2 separate regions of the Gossypium arboreum genome follow, and region 1 is linked to region 2. A link is a contact called in public Hi-C data. All regions are on one chromosome and are shown on one strand. Each heading gives the region's core, a stretch centred on a gene start, on an enhancer-like site or on the middle of the called end of the contact. The rest is flanking DNA. Distances are from core to core; before and after follow the strand shown. Region 1 holds the start of LOC108486964. Region 2 holds the start of LOC108482705 (cationic amino acid transporter 1-like).

Evidence for each region. Hi-C and Micro-C count contacts between places; a contact is called where the count stands out from the background.
Region 1: a Hi-C map of leaf shows a contact between it and region 2, with 3 times the contacts expected there. The contact joins the promoter of LOC108486964 here to the promoter of LOC108482705 in region 2. A contact is called at or near these places in 2 of 5 Hi-C or Micro-C datasets (both in leaf).

What each region holds. Positions count from the first base shown.
Region 1 is chr1:59,893,842-59,899,688 of ASM2569848v2, forward strand. LOC108486964 reads right to left here and starts at 2,530. Exons shown (of 1, transcript XM_017791132.2): 1 at 1-2,530. The coding sequence starts at 2,364. The coding sequence ends at 1,051.
Region 2 is chr1:59,265,183-59,270,743 of ASM2569848v2, forward strand. It overlaps LOC108482705 (cationic amino acid transporter 1-like), which reads right to left and starts at 2,035. Exons shown (of 3, transcript XM_053028814.1): 1 at 1,863-2,035; 2 at 1,378-1,407; 3 at 1-1,284. The coding sequence starts at 1,265.

The DNA.
Region 1 (5,847 bases), core at 1,280-3,779, 630 kb after region 2:
AGGACTTCCTCATAAAAAGTCTATTAGATTCATTTGTCTCATGTAGACCCTTTAAAACTTAATTCAGAATGCCAACTGATTGAACTCCAGAATACTCCACAACTTGGCAACAGTTACAAGCAAATTTCCGTAACCTTTTCAAAACCAGCAATGCAACCAGGAAACAGGATAAAAATGCACAGCCTACCTCAATTTACACAATCTTGGGTGATTTTATCTCACTTCTCATTACAGCCCATGCCAAACACATCATTCTAACTTAGGTTTTACCTCATTCTGATACCCTAGCACAAAAGCAACATCTAATATTTGCTAAAATTGCATGCCACACCCCAATATACTGCCCACTACAGCATAAAATGCAGATGTACCAGCATGCCTCCACTCAATTTCTAGAACTTCTTTTCCAACAATAAAATGACAAATCAAAAAAAGTCATAGCCATATCAAGCATATATGATCAGCATCTTATAACCAAAAGCATCAATTAGAAATAGGGTAAAATCAAAGCTAATTCACATTAGCATACGTTCTAAACATAATAGCATCATTACTGTACTCATTGATACCAGCAAGGAACAAATACTGCAAGCCAGTAAACACCAATTGATTGCAACAAAATATACAGACAAAAGCAAATATAGTGCCGTGCAAATGAAGTAATTCACATTAGCATACGCAAGAAGATACGGGGAAAAGACCACAGCACAAAGATAACGTTCTAAACATAATAGCATCATTACTGTACTCATTGATACCAGCAAGGAACAAATACTGCAAGCCAGCAAACACCAATTGATTGCAACAAAATATACAGACAAAAGCAATTTTAGTGAAAATATACAAAGCAATGTATTGCCTCATGATAAAATCAAACGTATATGGAACGCATTGGCAGGTTCTTACACCAAATAATGGCAGTATGGCATCACTCACTGCAAAAAACCAGGAAGACACGACACGCTTGATTCGATTATCTGTATCTTCAGTGTCACAGTCGAAATTACCATCTGCAAAGGCAAGTTCAACCCATTTTTCCCCAGTTGATTATCATCTAAGTCCATCAACCAAAACCTCCAATTCTCTCCTCCCATACCTTCTACCCGCTGCACTAGCTTCCCTACACCTCACCATAAAGTAAAATATCAACCAAGCCACCATGAAATACAGCTCCAAAGCAGCCTGAATAACAGTAGCGAAAAAATGATCCCCACCTATATAAGTCAAAACCCACATGGCAATAGCTTCATAGCACTTGATCTGTATCGCTTGGTTCAACAGTGTTGACATCAAATAACAACCTTCTTCAATAATTTCCCTCCCGGTTCTTCTCGAATCCACAATGGCAATCCAAGCAGCTAGAGAGAAAGCGAATGCAACTAAAGTATCCACCAAGAACCACGTAAACAAAAACCCTGAAATCTCCTTCTCAAAACCCCTAATCCACGGTGACATAACCGAAAAAGGCATCAACTTTAACCTAACAAAAAGCTTGAAAAACGAGTAGTGATCCTCAATTTCTCCGAAATACCATAATCCAAGAAGCTGAGTTACCGCGTCTCTTACCGCCCATTTCATTAAAACGAACCCAGTGAGTCTTTTTAATCCCACTTTTGACCCATCCAAAAAAGCCCCAATAAAGGAAACAAATCTTCCAATCAAGTCATTAACAACTGTAACAAAAAGAACACCCAAAATCAAAGAGTAAATCGTTGTAAACCCTAGAATCACCCACCCATACGAAAACGATAAAAAGCTGACGAGGAAAAAAAGCGTCGCTGCATCTTGACGGCCCAACTCAAATCCTTTATACACGAACTGAAAATCCACAACTCTTTCTTCTTGTTGTTCCCCTTCATTTCTTTCATATTCAAAGGGGCTAGTCTTGAATTTAACACCGTGACGAACAATCTCCAGCAACAGAATCCCGTTATCCGCCACGGAATGCGAAAATCCCAATCTAGTGTCAAAGTTGTAAAGAATAACCGGCGTAGAATTGATGGGGCGGTTAGGAAAAGAACCAAAGAGGGAGCGGTCCGGGTGATCATCGTCGGAAGAAAAGAAGTCGTCGTCGAGAGTACCGACACGGGTGAGGTGAAGGAAAGGACGGCGAGTAGGGTGAAGACGCGCGTGGGGGTGGGAAGGATGAAGGTCGAGGCGGGAAAGAAGGGATTTGAAAGAAGGGTCACGGTCGATGAAGGAAGTGAGGAGAAGGGAACCGGATTCAACTAAACAACGGAAAGAGAAGAGGAGTAAAGAAAGGAAAAGGATTGTGAAAGGGTGGGCGTAGAAATGCACGGCGGCTTGTCTTAGGACCTGGGAGGTAGATCGGATTTGGCCGAACCGGTGGTGGTGATCCGTCATGGCAGTCTCCGGTGGGTTCAGATTTTATGGGAAGTGAAGAAGCATTGGTGACGATTTTAGATGAAATTAGAACGGGGTCCCGTTTTTCTGATTTTCTCTATCTGTCAATATATATTTTGGGTCTGGGCCTTTGAAATTATCGTGGGTCCATGTTTAATATTAAATTTCGTGTTATCAACGTAAATACTTGTCTAAATCCGACGTAATCTGAAATGTGATTCGTATTTTGCTTAAATTCATTCAGACCTCTGTTGAAAAAAGAAAAAGAAAAAATTCACACCTAAATTTATTTAGACGGTAAGCTTAAACGTTTTTAAAAGAAATGTAAGCTTAAACCTAGTAATTTAATCATATCATACTATACCATATATATTATATTTCAAGGTATTAGATTGTATGTATTATATTTCAACTGGTTGATATAAAAGTTTAGAGCTAGCAAATAGGCTGTTTCGGGTTGGGCTTATTTTTAGATTTAAATTTTTTTAGATTTGATTTCTTTTCGAGTATAGATCAATTTTGATTCAGGTATTTTCAAGTTCAAATCTATTATAGAATTGAATTTTCAAATTTGGTCTCTTTCCGATTTGGAGATTTTCAGATTTGAGCTTGGATCGAATTGGGCAAGCTCTAACATATTCAAATAATCTTGAATTTTATTATTTATAAATATTTTAATTTCAAATGTAATAATTCATTTTATTTTTATACGATGATAACACAATTCAATTTTCCTTATAAAAGCATAAATTATATATATTTAATAAAATTCTTTCATATAAATTAATTAAAGTGGTTATTGTATCTAAAATTGATTATTCTATGATATTATATGAATCAACAAAAATATTTTTATTTTCTATTATTATATTATATTGACAATTGAATAACTTTTATTTTTCTTATTAAATTTATAAACTTAATACCTATTCTAAAATATTTATTCCAAAACTAAAATATATTATAGTAAGCTCAAACCCAAATAATATACTCATTATCACCCAAATTCAAAATAAACTAATTATAATCCAAGTCTAAAATAAAAAAAATTAAACTCAATACTTAATTACTAATTATAAAAGTTAAAGCCCAATTTAAAATTAAATTTTATAAAATAATATTTTATTAATATATTAAAATTCTAATAATATTTTATGTATTGCTAGTTATAATCATAAACATAACTATTAATGACATATCTTTTATTATAATCTATAATATAATAATAGTTATAAATACTAATACTTATAAAATATATTATCTTGTCATGGAATACTATATTGCATACTATAATAGTAAAGTAGAATATAATATATTAATTATTATCATATATTATTGTTTATTATTATACTCGTTGAAATAGGCTCTAAGTCCCTATACTTTTTAGACATTTGAAAATTATCCCTACTACTACATTATATAATATTATATCATATCATATCATATAGTATATATTATATTGATAGTTTTATATATGCATCAATGATTAAATATTATAATATCATGTAATTCTATATCTTTTATTGTAATCTATAATATAATAATAGTTATATATAATAGAAGTAAATTATATATTAATTATTAATTATTAATGTTTATTATTATACTATTTGAAATATGCTCTAAGTTCCTATACTTTTCATAGATTTGAAAGTTAGCCCTCTTACTATTATATAATGTTATATAATATCATATATTATATAATATATTAATAGTTTATATATATATATATGTATTAATTATTAAACATTATAATATCATGTACTCCTATATTTTTATTATAATCTATAATATAATAATAGTTATATATGATAATAGTACATTATATATTAATTATTATATATTATTGTTTATTATTATATTATATTGATTATTGAATAACTTTTTCTTTTTCTTATTAAATTTATAAACCTAATACTCATATTCTAAAATATTTATTCCAAAACTCAAATTTAATATAATAAGCCCAAACTCAAATAATATAATCATTATTACCCAAACTCAAAATAAAATAATTATTGTTCAAATCTCATGTCCAAAATAAAAAGAAATTAAACACAATACTCAAATGCAATTTGTAAAAGTTAAAACCAATTTTATATCCAAATTAATAAAAGTTATTTTATTAAGATATTAAATTTTAATAATATTTTATTTATTGCTAGTTATAATTATAAACATGTATTTTAATATGCTAAATTATATATAACTATTGATGCTATATCTTTTATTATAATCAATAATATAGTAATAGTTATTTATATATATTACGACTTATAAAATATATTATTTCATTATATAATACAATATCATATACTATAATAGTAGAGTAGTGCATAATATAATCATTATTACCATATATTATTATTTATGATTATAATGTTTGAAATATGCTTTAAGTCCCTATTTTCCTACATTTGAAAGTTAACCCGCCTACTTTATTATATAATTCTATATTATTTCATATAGTATATAATATATTAATAGTTTATATATATACGCATCAATGATTAAACATTATAATATAATGTAATATTACATCTTTTATTACATTCTATAATATAATAGTAGTACATTATATATATTAGTTATTATAAAAAATATAATATATTATTGTTTATTATTATATGGGTTGAAATATACTCTAAGTCCCTATAATTTTGTACATTTGAAAGTTAATCCTCCTATTATTTTACATAATGCTATATCATATCATATAATATGTTAATAGTTTATAAATATGCATCAATGATTAAACATTATAATATCATGTAATGTTATATTTTTAATTATAATATATAATATAATAATATTTATATAAATAGTAGTGCATTATATATTACATATTATTACATATATTTTTTTATTATCCTACTAGTTGAAATATGCTCTAAGTCCTTATTATTTTCAGTAAATTTGAAAGTTAGTCCTCTTACTATATTATATAATGATATATCATATCATATAATTTATTAATAGTTTATATATATACATGCATCAATTATTTTTCTTTAGAAAGATAATATGTTATAAATAGATAATAAAAAAGGAAAACCAGGTATAAGAGGGCAAATTAAACCCAAAGCCAGTAACCTTTATGTAACACCCCTCACCCGTATTCAACTCCGGAATAGAGTTACAAAGCATTACTGAACTTACAACACATTTATACATACTTTTCATATACATTTAATCAATTCATACAATCATTATTCAATCTCAATCAATTTGATCCTAATACAAGCCTACTAGGCCCTAAACATGCTTTGGAAATGGTTTGGGACCAAACCGATAACTTAAGAAACTTTCACAAAACTTTGAAAATTTTACTCAAAACAGGGGACACATGCCCCTGTGGCCAAGCCATGTGTCTCACACGGCCATGAGCCATACATGTGTCACAGGCCGTGTGGACATTCGAAATGGGAGCACATGGCCGTTTCCCAGCCCGTGTCTGACCCCGTGTAACTCTCTCACTTGGGT
Region 2 (5,561 bases), core at 785-3,284:
TTTGCCAGCACGTCAAGACTTGTGAAGAATCCTACGATGGAGTTTAGGAGGGTCATGACGACTGTGGCGTTAACTGGTGTTCTTGTTTTCTCGTTAATGGTTGCAAGGAAGGGTGGTGCCAAATGAGTGCGCCCTATGTGAGTGAAATACCGAGCTTGTCCAAGTATGTTGGCTAGCAAGACCGTGGTCATGCCCTTCAATGCACCTAAAGCAACAATATATTTAGCCCATTTCAGGCCTATGGCTTGGAATGCCAAAGTAAATGGCGCATTCACATCAATTTGGTAGTAGGGTTGGATCAAAATCAATGTTGCTGAGAGAAGGCAATACAGTAGTATTATAATCAACATCGAGCCTATTAAGCCGATTGGGATATCTCGACCCGGGTTCTTAACCTCTTCTCCAAGGGTTGCCACTCCATCAAATCCCACATAAGCAAAGAAGAGAATAGATGAAGCTTTCAGAATACCACGGATGCCATTAGGGGCAAAGTTGGAAAAATGTTGGGGGTTAGCTTTGGTCAAACCAACAATGAGAATGAAAAGCAAAACTAGTAGATGGACAATGGTGGCAATGGAATTGAACCTTGAGGACCCTTTGGTGCTCATACATGCGGCAATGCAGATGAGCAGTGAGACAACTGCTGCAATAGGGTCTAAATGGCTGTAGTCTTCGGGAAAGGATGAAGCATGGAAGCGGAAACTATTGGGGTCATGGTTGAACAAAGTAGCGAGATAGGAAGTCCAGGACCTTGCCACACTAGCACCAGCAACCACGTACTCAAACAGAATGTTCCCAGCAGCAATATAAGCAACGAAATCACCCAGCTCTACTCTAAGATATGTAAATGAGCCTCCCGCAACCGGTAGTTCCACACAGAATTCAGTGTAGCACAAAACCGAAAGCAGCGCAGTCATACCTGAAATAAGATACGAAACCACGACTGCTGGCCCAGAATGATTTCTAGCGGCTTCCCCAGTGAGGACAAATATTCCTGAACCCATCACAGCTCCAATCCCAAACCAAATTATGTCCCACCAATTCAACCTTTTCTTCATTTCATGCTGGCTACGACCACGTATTTCATGTAGTTCCATATGGTCCGCGGAACGTGCCAGCAGCCGGTCTCTAAGCCTAGATTTAGTGTTACACAATGCATTCAAATAGCTTCTACAACTCTGAAATGACTCTTCTGGCAAGAAATCTTGCTTGCTGCAACCGCATCCCCTCTTCTTACCCCCATTCTCATTCTCACCACCTTCCATCGCTATCCGTTCTGAAATACTAACATGTAAAATGTTTGAGGAATTAAAATGACAAATCATCAAATATCAGTTTCACAGTCGTTGTTATAAGAATGTGCGAGGCTCAACAGACCTTACAAATCCAGGTTGGCTCACCCTAGACCTAGAGGAAGAAAGTCAAGAAATTATTCGATAACTATGACAATGTATTCTCCATAAAAAAAAAAGAGAGATTTTATCTGTTAGGATTTTCTCTCCATCCAAATCCGAGCGCAATTGGGACAGTTGGATAGAATTGAAACCTTCTTCTTGGCTTTTCTATTTAGGGGTAATTTTTTTCAATGAAATTTGAGTTTTTCTCTACAGATCTCATCACTCAATGATGTAAAAATCTACCAAACAACTTCTCCACTATGATTATAAGTTCAATGGCTATAACCAAGAAAGATCACGAAGAAGAAGAAAAAAGGAAATGGAAAGCAGATTGCCTGCATGCACTTAAACATTACGGATTTCATGGGAGATCTCCTTTTGGATTTTATTCTTTGTTGTCATTTCGTGCGTGCTTGAGACTGAGATAATACAGAATAAAAAAAGAGAAAAGAAAAGAAACCATACCTTGAAAAGCTTGAAAGCTAAGCAGAGACTGTTAAATCTACAACTGCACTACAGGTTAAAATAATAAAAATGGTGAAGGCTATTTATGATAGACAGAGAGAGCTCTTTCCACGTGACAATTTCCCATATATGCTTTATATTTTCGATCCTATATACTGTTCCATTACGTACGATGCTCTCTAGGTGTGCGGTTATAGATAAGAATATTTGTAATTCAAATTTCCTTGTGTTTTTAAAAATAAAACTATTTCATTATTTGGCCGAATTTTGGTAATTGTTTTGGTTTGGCGTTTGATTTTTTTTTTAAATTCATTCTTGAATTTGACAATTAATTTTAAATTATAACTTTAATTTTTTTTAAATTAATCTATAATATATTTTAAAAAGAAGTTAGAGAAAAAAATTAAAATTTATTGTGAGAATAATTATAGGTTCAAAATTAATTTTAAAATGTTTAAACTTTAATGGGAAACAATTATCTAATTCAGATATTAAGGTAGAAAAATTTACCAAATTAAAAAAAGTATTTTAGATAAAAAAATTTAAACCCTGAGAACCATTACCTAATTTGACTACAACTATTGCATTAAGATACAAAAATATATTTGGAGTGATGGATGATTAATATAGTAACAAAATCAATTTCAGGATACTCTTCGGTATACGTTTTGTACATATGGACAGGTTAATCCAAGATTAGTTGGCTTCCAATTAAAGTAGAAAAAAACACCCATAAGTTTAAATATGCTAGCGGTCCTATGCTATATTAAACTTTGAATTTAGTTCATTTATTTTTAATTTTGACACATTAAGTTTTTGCATTTTTAATTTAAAAATTTGATTTTTTTTAATTTTGTAATTATAAAAAGACAGAATTATTATGAAATAATGAAAGGAAAGAATAAAATAAAGAGGAAATATAAATATAAAGAAATAATATAATAGAAAGATAAATGAGAGAACTTTTATTTTATTTCTTCTACATCTCTACCAGCCTTGTACATACTTCTATAAATATATCTTTTAATATAATACAATTTCTTAAGTTACAAATAGTAAATAGAGGTTTAATTACAATATAAAATCCTCATTATTCCAATAGAGGTTACAACTTTGAGAGTTATGGACATCTATAATAATATATTATTTATACCACTCATTGGATATCCATTAATAAAGAATAAATATGTCTCGTTAAAATATTATTAGGAAAAACTTTGTGAAAAAAATTCTAGTAAAGAAAAAAGAGTTGATTAAAAAAGGGTATAGTGTATATTTTACTCTCTTATTTTAACATCATTTATAACTTAATGTTGAGACGTTTAATATTATTTATGAATAGTAAATCATCAACATTTATAACAAATTTTGTTGATGTGTATCAATATAACAATAAAGTTCAATTGCTATGCTTTAGATGTTGCCAACAGTTTTATAAAAATCATGGATTTTATCATTTACTATTACCAACTCAATGAGTGTATTAGACACATAAAGAAATAGTACTTTAGTACCATCGTTTTATAACATAATTGTATGATCATTTATATTCCTTTTCAATATCTCCAATCCACATAAAAAATGATCTTCATTAATTTTGATTATATAAACACCACTGGATACTCAATAGCAATTCTTTATGATGTTATTGTGTGACCATTTGTCCTTATTGAACACTCGATCTTCGGATATACTTTTATTATAAAGTTTATCCAGCAAATAATTATTGCTCTTGGAAATTTTCAAAACTCCAATTATATTTAATACATAATATCAACAATAATAACATATATTTATAAATACATTGATTATTAAAAATACGTGAAAAACTCATATTCATATTTAATGATTTTCTTAGAAACTCAAAGTTTTATGCTTCAAGCATTAATCCTTTAGGGATTTTTGTTTTTTATTTTTATAATATTATCAAATAATTTATATCAACTTAATAAAATGTACTAAATGTAAATAAATAACTTGTATTTAGAGTCAAATTATTGCACTCAAACAAAGTTAATCATTTTCATAATCAAAGTCAAGTATCTTGTGAAAGTTTATTTTACAAGTCAATTCTAGATTTTATAACTTTTATTTTTTCACTATTATGCTACATGTACTCCACTTGGTTTTAAACCTTTTGGGAGTTTGAATTTCATGCTCGAGATACATTTCATAAGGTATGATAGAAGCGTTGTTGACAATAATTTCCTTTTGTCAGCTCCATCATCCTTAGTTATGACATTATTGATTGAGATATCTCATTATATTCATAATTTCATGTAACTGAACCACTTTTGAAACTTATGCCTTGGATTTCTTCATGAGTACCCGCCTTTTTTAACACGTGACCATATTCATTTCTTGCTTCTTTCTTTTAAGAATTTTTCATTTTATAGAACTGGCTAGTTTGTCATACTTCTAACGTGCCCAAGACTTATTTGGAAACACATAATTATTTAAAGCATTTTAGTTGATATATGTATCAGCTAGTATATGCAATATCTAAATGTCATCACTAAACATTAGAGCTGGCAAAATAAACTTGAGCTCGAAAGTTTGCCCATGTCGATCTAAGCTTGTAATGATCCAAGTCCGAGAAAGCCTGAGCCCGTCATAGATCCAAGTCAAAGATTGATCTAGCTCGAGCTTGAGATAAATCCGACCCAAAACTCGGATTCATAACTAAACAACCATGATAGACTTCAATAATTAATATAATTTTATGTTATTACTTAAAATAAAAATAAAATAAAATAAATGATAATTCTTTATTTTTAAAAATGTATTCATAAGCATTGTATATTTTATACTAAAATTTTATTAATAGGAAAAGTAATTGATAATAATTTTATGTTAAATTAAAAAGTGAAATAAAATTTTAAAAATATTATCTTAATATAAAATATTTTAATACTATAATTATATATGTATAATAAATATATAAAATTAACAATATTAAAAATATAAAATTAAACTTTAGTGATTATATAATAATATATTATATAACTATTACCGAAATGGAGACCGGTTACCTAACTTGACCTTAAACCGATATACTAAATTAGTATATTACTAATACATAAAATAATGATATAATATATAACTATTACTAAAAATATTAATACATATATATTATTCTAACGTAGATTATAGTAAAAGATATAAAATTATATGATATTATAATGTTTAATCATCAATGCATATATATAAACTATAAATATATTATATGATATGATATAACATTATATAATATAGTAGAAGAGTTAACTTTCAAATGTACAAAAGTGTAGGGACTTAGAGCATATCTTAACTAGTATAATAATACGCAATGATATATAACAATAAGTTATATATTGTAATAGCCCGTTTTTAGTGGTGTCGGAAAAAATAGTTTTGGGACAACAATTCAGACGAATGGGTTATTATTATTTTATTTATTAAATGTCTATTATATTAAGGCCGCATTAAAGTTTCGTTAAGAAAATTTGAAGTTTAAATAGTTAATTAAGTAAAAAGGTCTAAATCATAAAAAGTGTAAAAGTTGAATTCTATTAGTTAAAAGGGCTAAATGGCTATGGAAAGGAATGTTAATGGACTAAATGGTAAATATTCCAATTAAAGAGTTAGTGGATATGCAAGGAAAGATTTTAATGAAATTTTAATGAATTTTAAAGGTTAATATGGTAATTTGATAATTAG